Regions from separate parts of the Sus scrofa genome. Here region 2 is linked to region 1. Evidence: chromatin contacts called from public Hi-C data. All regions are on one chromosome and are shown on one strand. Each heading gives the region's core, a stretch centred on a gene start, on an enhancer-like site or on the middle of the called end of the contact. The rest is flanking DNA. Distances are from core to core; before and after follow the strand shown. Region 1 holds the start of IFRD1 (interferon related developmental regulator 1). Region 2 holds the start of DOCK4 (dedicator of cytokinesis protein 4).

Region 1 (6,046 bases), core at 1,221-3,720:
AAAAAAAAAAGCTGTGGATGTTAAAAGGCAGCAAGATGATTTTATCAAAAGTTCCTCTCAGAGTTCATTATACTAAAAGCAACACTTCATGTACGTAATGTTGCTGCCTTTTCTTGACCTAGAAAAATCTAGTCAACAAGTATTTCTCAAACATTCATTTAACATACACTGACACCTATCATTACAAAGATAACACTTCTATATGTGCCATGAGGGACAGAGATGATGAAAATAAGGTTCTTGTTTTTGAGGAGTTAACAATTCCTTAAGACGACAGATGTGTTTACAAATAAATGTCAAACGAGTATGTATGCGATGTGACAGGCCACGGTCAGGCCTGCCCAGGAAAAGCCTCTAAGTGGACGTGGATGGATGCAGGTAAAAGGAGCGTGCCCCACATGCAGGCAAAGCACAAACTTCAAGGCCTGGAGGCAGGACACTGAACCTGGGTGATGTGGCTCACAGCAGCAAAATTGTTGCCTTATGTATAGTACAGTATTTCTGGATGATAAAGAGCCTGGGGGCATGAAAGATACAGTTCTGTGATCCTCCAGTGTGGGCCAAGTCAAGGCCACTGGGCTTCAGATGCACAGTCATGTGAAGAGATCATACAGGGGCATCGGTGGGAGCTATGTCCACCAACCTGCATCCTGGTGTACGTGCTGTTTCAGGAGAAAACAAAGTAAAAGCAACCCTGCAATGTTGCCCTTGGAATAGGCCGTGAGGTCTGGGGAGATGTCGTAAGTGCCATTAGAGCATAACAAAAAGTTTTTTAAGAGTTGTGAAGAAAAAAACAATTCTGGTTGGAGGCTTCATGAAGGAAGTGGAATTTGAGTGAGATCTTGGAAGACGGATACCCTTTTCGAAGGTGAATGTGGGAGGAAGGACGTTACAAGAACGCTGGATGAGGGACAACAGGAGGTAGGAGAGCAGGGCTGTGTCCTGGAAATGAAGAGCAGTGCAGTGTGGCCGAAGCACAGGGCACGTCCGTGTGTCCGGGGAAGCAGTGAAAGATGGGCTGGAAAGGGAGTCCAGGCCAGGGGAGGATTGGCATTTAATATATTGGTAATGGGACCCAGGAAATGTTTCTGAACAACTACTAAACCATGTGAATTAGTAAAATAGGGATACACAAATAAATCTGGCAACATTATTATGCATGAAATATGGTGAAATGACTGGCAAGATCCCTTAAAATGCCCAGGCACCAGCTGAGGTCATGTGTGACTGGAAAAGAGCACATGAACTTCAGAGTTTTATGGTAATACTGATGGTTTTAGGGAAACCATGTATGAATTTGAGTCTTTGAATCTGGACATATGGGAAGATAGTAGTACTGTGAACATACACAAGGAAGGCAGGAAGAGAGAAATACAGTATTAGAGATGGTGGATTGAGGTGCATATGGAACATGCAGGTGTAAATGTGCTACAATGCAATTGAAAAGAAAATAAGAGAAGGAGCTCAGGAGAGAGGTGGAGTGGGGGATGAATCACCTACACTGAGGTGAATCAGTCACTATGGTCTGTCATAAGGATATGAGCTTAATAACAGGTCCTAGATACCTGACGAATGCAACAAGGAAGACAGAACTCTTAGGAGCACCTGGGAAAATAAAAAACACTGCGATTATTGGTATTCATAGCCCATGTTTGTTTTATCAGCTGTTAAGTTACCCAAACCCAATTCTTATCCCAGGCTGACCTCCTAACTGGCAGGCAGAATTGTCAAAAGGACACATTCTTGTACAGAAACCTGAATCGCCAGATCTTTCCGGTGCAGAATAGACGAAACACACGAACTACACGACTAAGTAGATTAAAGCACACCTTTCTGAAGGTTTGGGGGGCACAAGAGCCCTGAACCACAATTCAATGGTAGATACTGATGATCGCTAAACTAATAATTAAAAGACTAAAACCATGGGAACATTCCTAAGGAGGGGGTATGGCTGTGCCGGGGCAGAGGACGCAGGCAAGTAGGGGAAAGGTGAAGGAGAAGAACACGATCCTCTGGAGACAGACCAGCCACGCGGATTGCTTAGCTCCCAGTTGGAAGCGGGCTGTCGTCATCCAGCATACCCGCGGCATTGCTCACCATCCATGACCACCTTCGTCAATTCCAAGGCGGGGCTGCGGGGAGAGAAGGGAGGGGTTACGGGAAGGGAAGTGCGTACAAAAGCCAGTTGGGAGGAGCTGGGAGCCGGCTCCCCCGTGAGACCACATTTCCCAGACTTCAGAGCGGCAACTAAGCCTGGCTCCCTGGGCGCCGCTGGAAGACTTGTGGCATGGGATCGGTAGTCAACATCCTTCGGCCGCCCGAAGTAGACTTCGGTGGGGGGATCTATAGGGATTGGCTAGTGAGAGTTCGAGTCCCGCCCATATATGGTGACGACAGGCAGCTGTCTTGTACTTAAGGCGTCGTGGCCGCGACCGCCCCGCCTTAGCTCCTGCGCTAGAGAGAAACATGTATCGTTTCCGATCACAGCTCTTCACGGGGATTTCTGCTGCCGCCACCGCCCACTCTTACCCGCGCCGCTTCTCGCCTCTGTTGTTAGCCGAAGAATCGCCTCTCAGCCGCCCGCCGCACAGACGCACGAGTAAAAAGTGCAGCTCCATTGGCTGATCCTCGCTAAGCTCCGAGTTTAGGCGGCACCGGGCGTCCCACGATGCCGAAGAATAAGAAGCGGAACACACCCCACCGTGGTGGCAGTGGTGGCGGCGGCTCAGGGGCAGCCGCAACGACGGCGGCGACGGCAGGTAGGAGGGTATCCCCGCCACCGGCATCCCAGTTGCCGGCCGGGCTAGCGAGTCTCTTAGTCTTGGGCCCCGTGGGAGTTGTAGTTCTTTTCCTCTAGACGTTTGCGTCGGCGGGGCGCCTGGCGTGCCGGGGGAACTACACTTCCCAGTGTGCCCCGAGGGCCGTACCTCGCGCGATTTGGATCTGGCGTGCGACCCGAATTCTTGGGCACCCGCCTTGGGGGCAGGGAGGGGACGAATGGGTCCTTGGGATTGAGAGTGGGTCAGGGTCGAGGGTGACCGGGAGCTGGGAACTGTTCTCAAAGGCTGGTGTCTGTTCTCTAGATCACTCCCAGACGGAGGGGGCCAAGCTCGGAGTTGTGTCCTGCTGTCACTGGTCGTTTTTGACTACCCGGCTCCAACATGGAGTTCTCGGGAATGCCAAACGTCCGGCGGGTTTGGACCGGCTCTTGCGTCACGCGGCCTGGGCCTTGCGCGGTAGGGCAGGCGTGACGTGTAGGCGCCCGTGTGGCATCCCGTTCCGCTGCCTTCTTGCTCATCCCGCGTGTCCACGTGGCCCGGCGGAGATGTCGGATGCTGGGGGCCACTGTCCCAGCTTAGGCTCTGCTCCTACCCCTCCCTGACCCCGAGCCCCCAGCTCTTCTGTGACCAGTCGAGGTGACCTCTTGCTTCCCTGAGCCGAAACCTCGTCCTCCTTTGTGCAGTATTCTCTAGGTTCTCTGCTGGGAGCCCGTGTTAGGCGGGGGTGGGGGGTTGGGGGGTGGAGAGCTCAGATTGCAGTTGGCCAAAAGTTTAGGTTTTTGTCTTCTCTTTGCAAAGCTGAAGCTTTTCCCGGATGGGTAGGTGCTTACCTGAATTAATGATACATTATTCCTCACTGTACGGTTAAGAACAACGGACTGAAAGCAGAAATTCCTACGAGACACCGTACTAAAAACTAGTGTTAAACTGGGTAAAAGTCATCTCATTTAATCCTTTTTTGAGACTTTGAAATTAAATATCGGAATATTCTCAGGTGTTATCATATCGGAATACTAGCCATACAAACACAATATCCACTTTGACCCTCAGAATGTTGTGCAAGTAAATAGGCCAGTTTTCTTGTTAAAGTTGATTGGAAACTGGTATTTATTTAAAAAGTTTTCCTGTAGGATTTATAGCTGCACGAAAACTTGTGATCATGTATTAAAATCTAACAATTGACAATAGGAATGCAGGGGTTTTTTTTTGTTTTTTAGCTTTTACATTGTTCTTTATTTTGATTGAATGCTCTTGCTGTTTATGAAGTTCATTCTTGATCAAGATACAAAATACATAGTTTGTTGTGGGATCCATTTGTTTTGTGTGAATTGAAGTTACCTCTTTCTGCCTGAGCTTTTCCTCCCAAGAAGTGAACATTCAAATTCTGTCTCAAGGATTATATTAATTTTATTCTTTAAGTTTACCTTTTGTTGATGAAACAAGTTATGGCGATGTACCAAGCAAAATCATTTTGAAAATGGTAGTGATTACTAATGGCCTCCTTGAATCACAGACAAACCTTTATGCCCTTCTGAAGCTTCCTGCCCAGCCTCCTTCCTTCCTGGTACTTAAAGAATCATCTCTGGAGGCAGTGGGAGATTGTCTTACCTCAAAGCTCATTTGTGACCTTTCATCTGCAGGAAAATAATTCTTTGATTAGTTTATACAACCAAACATGCTTTGACTATCTTTATAACTTTATACTAGAACTTGTTAGCTGTGCTTACCTCTGATAATTGGGGTTTGGAAGTGAGATTTGTTTTGGAAGACCTTAGTAGTAGAGCAGAAGAGGACAAATTGTCATAAACTTGTACTTAAAAGTCCCTTACCTTACTGTTATTTTTTTAAGTGACATCCAGAAAGAATGGGATTCAAGTGATATCTTGTCATGTACAACCAAAAGATAACCAACTTCTCTCATCACTTAATAGGTTTCCCATTTGAATTCTCTAGTTTTAGTGGAGGGGTCTAGGAAGTTAATAATAATTGACCTATTACTCAAGTATGCATATTTGTCATAGCACTTAATTTGAAAAGAGCATTTTTAGGAAAGAATAAAACCTTGTTGGTAAGTAAGCCCTCTAAAAAATAAGGACTTCATGTGTCTAGAGTGCTGCCTCATTAATAGTACTTAGGATCACAAGGTGGGTGAGTGTCACTTAGCTGTCAGACACTTAAACATTCTCTTTCTTGATTTTTTTTTTTTTTAAATCTCTCTCCCTCTTTTTTTTTTTTTTTTCCCTTGAGCCTTGGGAAATCATTGAAACAGAAGGGACCTGAGTAAGAAACTCTTCTTGACAGTTTAAAAATAGGCTGAGTATGAAAAATTAAAAAAATGTAAATTGATTTGTGAATAAATGTTAGTAAAAGCTAGGCAGATGACTCTCAGCTACTACTGTAACTTCAAATCATGAAAACACATGAAGATAGACCTAGAAATAGAGTATGATGTCATACATCTTTGTTTATTTGTTTATTTTTGTCCTAAGCACTATGATTAAGATATTTTGGGCTCTTGGCTTCTTTGCTTATTCTTTATACTTTACTACTTTGGTACATTTTATTCTCTTTTGAGTAGCAGGCAGCTTTGAAAGCCACTTGCTTCCTGTGTTGATTATAAAATCTGCTCATTTCTCTATTTTGATTTAAAAAAAGACAACCCCCCATTGTTGTCTTTTTAAAAGAAAAAAAATCAGCAACAGGCTTAATTAAACTTAGAGGATTTTTGAAAAACTGTCTTAAGTTGTAATATATGACCCAAATTTCTTAAACATAAGGACCTAGTGATATCTAGTGCAATCGTCAATCAGTTCGGGCTCAGAGGTAAATCAGGTGACTCAAGATGACTTTTGGGGCAGAATCTGGGGCGTATTTTAACTCAGAGCTCAGGGTAATTGCTGACTGAGTAATCCTTTTATTAATGTGAAATTCCTATGAAACAAAAGTGGCTAGTGAATATAAATTATTGCTTAGGTTAATGAAGTTGAAAGAAAGTTTCCCCTTTTAAAAAGGAGATTTTTCCTAACAGCACTGATATTTAAAACTGTTGGATATGTTAGAACCTTTCTTTTAAAGGTAATTTATCTAACAGGCTTTTATGCTATATCAAATACCAAAACTTTTGTTTTTTTGGTTCTTAAAATTTGGCTCTCTGGTGGGAGTTCCTGTCGTGGCTTAGCAGCAATAAACCTGACTGGTATCCATGAGGACGCAGGTTCAATCCCTGGCCTCGCTCAGTGGGTTAAGGATCTGGCCTTGCTGTGAAC
Region 2 (5,324 bases), core at 1,860-4,359, 200 kb before region 1:
CACTCAGGTATATGACTAAATATACATTCTTGTAAGACGGTTCATCAATTAAATGAAGGAGATGGAGCCCACATACCAGGTTTGAAAAGAATTTCTATCTCCGATATACCCTACTACGGGTATGAAATTTAAGTAATTTCATCCTTGTTCACAGTAGGTTGCTTGAAAGTGAAACACTAATGTATAAAAACATTCAATTATTTCGTACATGATGGGTGGCAGATAAGAAGTATCATATTAGAAATATACAATTTGCATGGAAACTTCAAGTATTCAAAGTTACAAAGATGAATTTATTTCAAAGAATAAAGAAATTGCAATACGATGATACCTGATATCAGCCAAACATTTGGGACCATCATATATCTTTTTCTTAGTACTTATTAAAAAAAACTAGGCAAGGAAAGCATAAACACTACCCAAGTTTATTAATAAATAACAACTTGCAGCATAGGCAGCTACAAATAGTGCTCGCTATGGTGAGAAATAAAGTCCACACATAAATATTCTAGCAAAATTTTCACTACACACACACCTAACAGATGGATTCTAAAAAACAGCTAAGCATTCCATAAGCCAAATGTTCAAAAATTAATAAAAGATGATTAACTTCATATACTATAATTACATGTTATAATGTAATATAGTAAAAGATGACACACACAGTGCTCTATGTGTGATATTGTATAAATGAGCACAATGGACCCCTCTCTGCTCTCATCTCACTAAACCTCCTTTTCCCAAGTGTGTGCTCACCCTTCTACCTCCTCCAACCTCCTCTGCAACCAAATCACAACCACCCAAAGGCGAGGTGTCGGCTGCAGCCCAAAACATTTGACTGATAACATCCGGTTTGCCATTCCAGGAAATCCCACAGTGTGTCTTAAGCCTCTGCCCACAGCTTGCAAAGAAAGGCGAGAGAAGAACTAATCAATACAAGCACCCCAGCTGTGACCTGGCACATAAAGAAATCAAGAAAATAAATCCCCTCCATAATCTGTATAATTTAACACTTGGAAGAAAGCAACATCTGGGATGAACTCCAAACGGGACAGTGTTGCTTGATGTCTGTGCTTCCTGCACTGGATGTTAAGCCTGGTGACAAGGGAACTCGGTTCCTCACCAGTTCAGCTAAGGCAATGTCTCTCCCATGCAAGGGCTAATCTATCCCAAAAAGGGGGCGAGTGAAGAGAAGGAAATGTCTATGCTTTGCCAGTACAGTGCCTGGCAAAGACTCCCCTTAACGCTTCAAAGACAGGGAAAGCTGGAACCCCCTCCCAAAGATGGGTCCTGGACAAACTATTGTCTTGCCAACCAGTCAAAATCCAGAATGAAAGCTAATGTAATATAGGAGATTGACTTTGTTTAATTACACAGTCCTTTCAGAGGACTCCAAAATCCTATCCCTTGGCTAAGTTGAAAAAAAATAATAATAATCTTATGACTATGACTCCCTGGAAAGGCTTTCCAGATTTTTTAAATCATAGAAAAATGAATTTAGAACATAAGCAGATACCTACACATTATCTAAGTCACTAGATCTATACTCAATTTATTTAAAAAAAAAAGTCCACCAATCAGCAGGACAGGGCATTATAGGAAATAAAGATTGTTAGTAAAATCCATAACGCTTTCTCTCTGTTAAATCTTTTGAGAGGTTATAATTGCATTTGGCTGCTACAAGCTTGTCAGAGAGCCTGGCTTCTTAATAGTCACTACCCTAAAAGGAGTAACTGTCAAGGGGCGACCCAGCTGAAATCAAACAACAAAAACGGGAACTGTAATCGGCCTGAAATGGGAGGAGGGAAAGGAAGGGAGACTCCTGTATTCATCCGTCAACATTAATGTCCTTTGTTGTTCACCTTTGCACAGAACGGCGAGCGTTACCCTGTTCCTTCTCCTCCAAACACCAGTGTCAGGGTAGTCCTTCCCCAAAAGCCGTCTCCGTGCCTCTAAGACCCAAGCTTTCCGATTCCCTCTCCCCATTATCGCTCCACAGCTGTCCTCCATCACCACCCCCACCGGCTCACCCCGGGCAGAGAGGGTGATCAGAAGTAAAAACATTGCTGAAATACCGGTTCCCCTCCAAAGACCAAAGAGCAGAGCGACGCAGATGTTGAAATTTACCAATCCCCCCCGCCCGTCAACACACACACAGGGTAACCCGGGATGAGAGTCCCCGGCCGGACTCTGTCTGACCGTCTCTTTTGAGGACGGTGCCACATTCCGCACTCTGGGAATGCTGAAGGGAGGCAGAGGGAAGGTTCTGCGCCTCCCTTCTGTTTTGGGGCTGTTCACTTAGCGCGATTGTTGTTGTCTCCCTCTCCACCCGGGAAATCGTTACAGCCCTTGCCGCCTTGGGGAAAGGTAGCAGCTGGAGAGGAACGCGGTTCGCTCTCCTCTTGCAACTTGACACACACACGCCCCGTCGCCACTACAAACTCCGCAGGCAGAGCCTGCAGCGGGCGGGCTGGTCGCGCGCTCCCCCCAGCCGCTGCCCGGAGCGCCCATCAGACGCTGAGCGGCGAGACCCCAGAGCGCACCCCTCTGCCCGGAGCTGGCTGGGTAAAGCCCCGAACCCGCAGCGCGATGCCAGGATGAGGCATTTCCAGCCGGGAGAAGAGAGAGTCGCCAGGGCAAGGACGCGAAATACGCACCCGCTCCGGCCAGAGCGGAATAAAAAGTTCGCCCCGCGGAGACTCACCCACGCCGTATTTCTCGTGCTCTGTAGGTATCCACATGGCTAAAGAGGGGTTCGGGGTCTTCGGGCTTTGTAATCCCCTCACCCCTTCTCCAGCTCACAACAATGCACAGCTCCGGAGTAGCGTCTGCAGCGCTGGAGCCCGGCGGCTCCGCGCGGGCTGCGGGCGCTGGGCAGGGTCTGCACTGGAAGCTCGCGAGTCCGAGGTTGACACCGCGCGGCCGAGGCTGCGCCGCCCGCCGCTCTCCAGGCGGCGGCTGCTCACAGTCCTCCGACGCGCTCCCGGGAACCCAGCGGCGCAGTCATTGTTCTGATTCACTGAACTAAGCGAACACGCCGGGGCACTCTCGGGCGCACCCCCGCCCGCCAGCGCCTCTTCCAGCCCTCCCTGCCCAGAGCCTGCGCAGCACACTGGGAATTGTAGTTCTGGGTCTCTCCATCCCGGAAGGGGGCGTGGCACTAGCATGTAGGGCGGGGTTATGTTCTGATCGTCACGTCCTATTGGCCCAGAACGTGACGGCACGGCGTGGGAGTGGAGGAAACGCCGCGTCGATGGGGACTTCGTTTCTAGGCGCGTTTCCATTGGTTGCGCTCCTGCCCGTGACCCTCCCTTTTTTCTTCAGCCGCGTAATGGCTGCTCCCAAGACCCAGGGGGCTGCTCCCCAAAAGGAGGAAGACGGTGATGGCAGCAGCGGCGGAGCCGGAGTTTTCACTTATGAGGGTGAGTACAGTACCTCTGAGGTGCAAGTGGTTTATTTTCCTTTTTCTCCCACCTAGAGTGCAGCTGACTGCGGGGCGGACCCCAGCTCTAAGGCCACCTGGGGGCGCGAAGGGGCCACATGAGGGGCCCCGAGGGACATGGTGGGGTGGGCGGCGGCAACTTGAAGGGGTCTTTCTGAGAAGGAAGAGAAAATGGGATGGAATGGCTTTTCCGAAGCCAAGGAAGTTCTCTGAGCGTTTATCCTGCCTTTGGAGCTCGCACCTTTGCGCTCTCTGCCGAGTGAGTGGGCGTGGGTCAGGTCAGGTTCCGGCCTGTGTGCTGTTAACTCTGGGATTAGCAGCGTTTTCTTCGCCAGTACCCTACCCCCGCTTCGATTTGCTTGCTTTGGCCTCTGAAGATAAGTTTTATTTGGGTTCGGGCGGATTTCCAGTTGCAGACTGGTCGCTGCCTTGCACGCCCCAGATTTTCTCAGTGGCTGGCTCGTGCAGCCTCTGAAGGGAGAGTGTGTGGCTCTCAGAGCTTCTCCCGTTGCTCATTGACTGCCCTTGGCATTCTCCGGGATTGGTGGAGCTGGGTCCTTGGAGCAAGAGGAAAGAAGCGGCAATTGGCTCTCGTGGCTTGAGAGAAAATCTTCACAGCTTCTTTGGCTTTACCTAACTTTCAAGTTGTCCTTTTATCCGGTGCAGAGGGCAAAAAAATCAAACTTTGAAAGCTGCTGGGGGATTATCTTTAGAATTCCTAGCCCAATTCTTTTACCTTTAATCTATATATTTATCCCCCACCTGACTCCCTTCTTTTTTGATTTGATATGTAACTTAACACAGCTAGTTGTCTTTTTCTAATGGACATGGTTTGGAGCTTCATTTTAGTTCTCCATCCTTATTGCGGTTTTGTAAAATTTCTTTCTTTGCTTTTGCATTCGTGGTTAAATTGACATTTTTGTCTTAGCACACAGACTGTGCTATGTCTTCCCACTTCCCATCCTAGTGGAACCTCCTACCTCTGAAATTATTTCAGCACTTCTGCCAAAGAAATCTTTGGTAAGCTCCGTACTTAAATATTGAGTTATATCCACATCCTAAACAATTCATTCCAGGGTTGGCCATATAGTCAGATCTTATCTAACAGTAACATACTCTTAAGGTTTTCCAGCTTCTCAAAATTCCAGAGGGTTACGTGTTTGAACATTTGAAGGTGGAATCCTTTGTAAATTGATCTCATAGATTAACTCATAAAGAAGAAAATGGTGTGCCTTTCAAAAACATTGTAAAACTTTTAAATATCATTACTTGTTTTTAAATTATAAAACTTTTCATTATAAACTGTTCAAACTGTTCAGAAATGTGTATGGTAAAAAACTGCAACATTTCAAAGTTTCCCCATCACACACAGTCCCATTCCCAAAGTAACAACTTTTACAGGTTTGGTGTGTGTTCTAATATATGGCTGTGTGACACACATCTGTATAGTTTTGGGGGTTTTTTTTAAATAAAAAGGGCTCATTCCGTGTAAGCATAAAGATCTGTCACCTTCTTTCTCACAATGATCTGTTAGAGACATTCTTCTACATCAGTACATTTATTGATTCATTCTTTTCAAGGACTATGCCCGTAGTATTCCATAGTATGGACATACCCTACTTCAGCTTTTCCTCTGTTAATGAACGTATACTGTAGCTTTAGTTTTTCAGTAATGTAGCGAACAACTTCACATACATGCTTGTTCACCAGGTGTGTATTTCTTGAGGAATTGGGTCAAAGATGACACACATTTAAAATTGTGGTAGATATCAGATTTTCCTCTTAAAGAGTGTATATAAACATTCCTACCAGTAGTCATATGAATATTCTTTTCTCCATATACTTACCAAACTGTGATGACCAGCATTAATTCAGGATGAAT

Evidence for each region. A called contact is a pair of places that touch in the nucleus more often than the background predicts.
Region 2: a contact with region 1 is called in a Hi-C map of liver, with 5 times the contacts expected there. The contact joins the promoter of DOCK4 here to the promoter of IFRD1 in region 1. A contact is called at or near these places in 1 of 5 promoter capture datasets (liver), 7 of 47 Hi-C or Micro-C datasets (epiblast stem cells, heart right ventricle, liver and 2 more) and 2 of 2 datasets of contacts at active chromatin or transcription factors (alveolar macrophages and skeletal muscle).

Annotation. Positions count from the first base shown.
Region 1 is chr18:33,217,395-33,223,440 of Sscrofa11.1, reverse strand. It overlaps IFRD1 (interferon related developmental regulator 1), which reads left to right and starts at 2,470. Exons shown (of 12, transcript NM_001007519.1): 1 at 2,470-2,759. The coding sequence starts at 2,669.
Region 2 is chr18:33,420,984-33,426,307 of Sscrofa11.1, reverse strand. It overlaps DOCK4 (dedicator of cytokinesis protein 4), which reads right to left and starts at 3,109. Exons shown (of 54, transcript XM_021079277.1): 1 at 2,705-3,109. The coding sequence starts at 2,741. ZNF277 (zinc finger protein 277) reads left to right here and starts at 3,293. Exons shown (of 12, transcript XM_021079287.1): 1 at 3,293-3,422.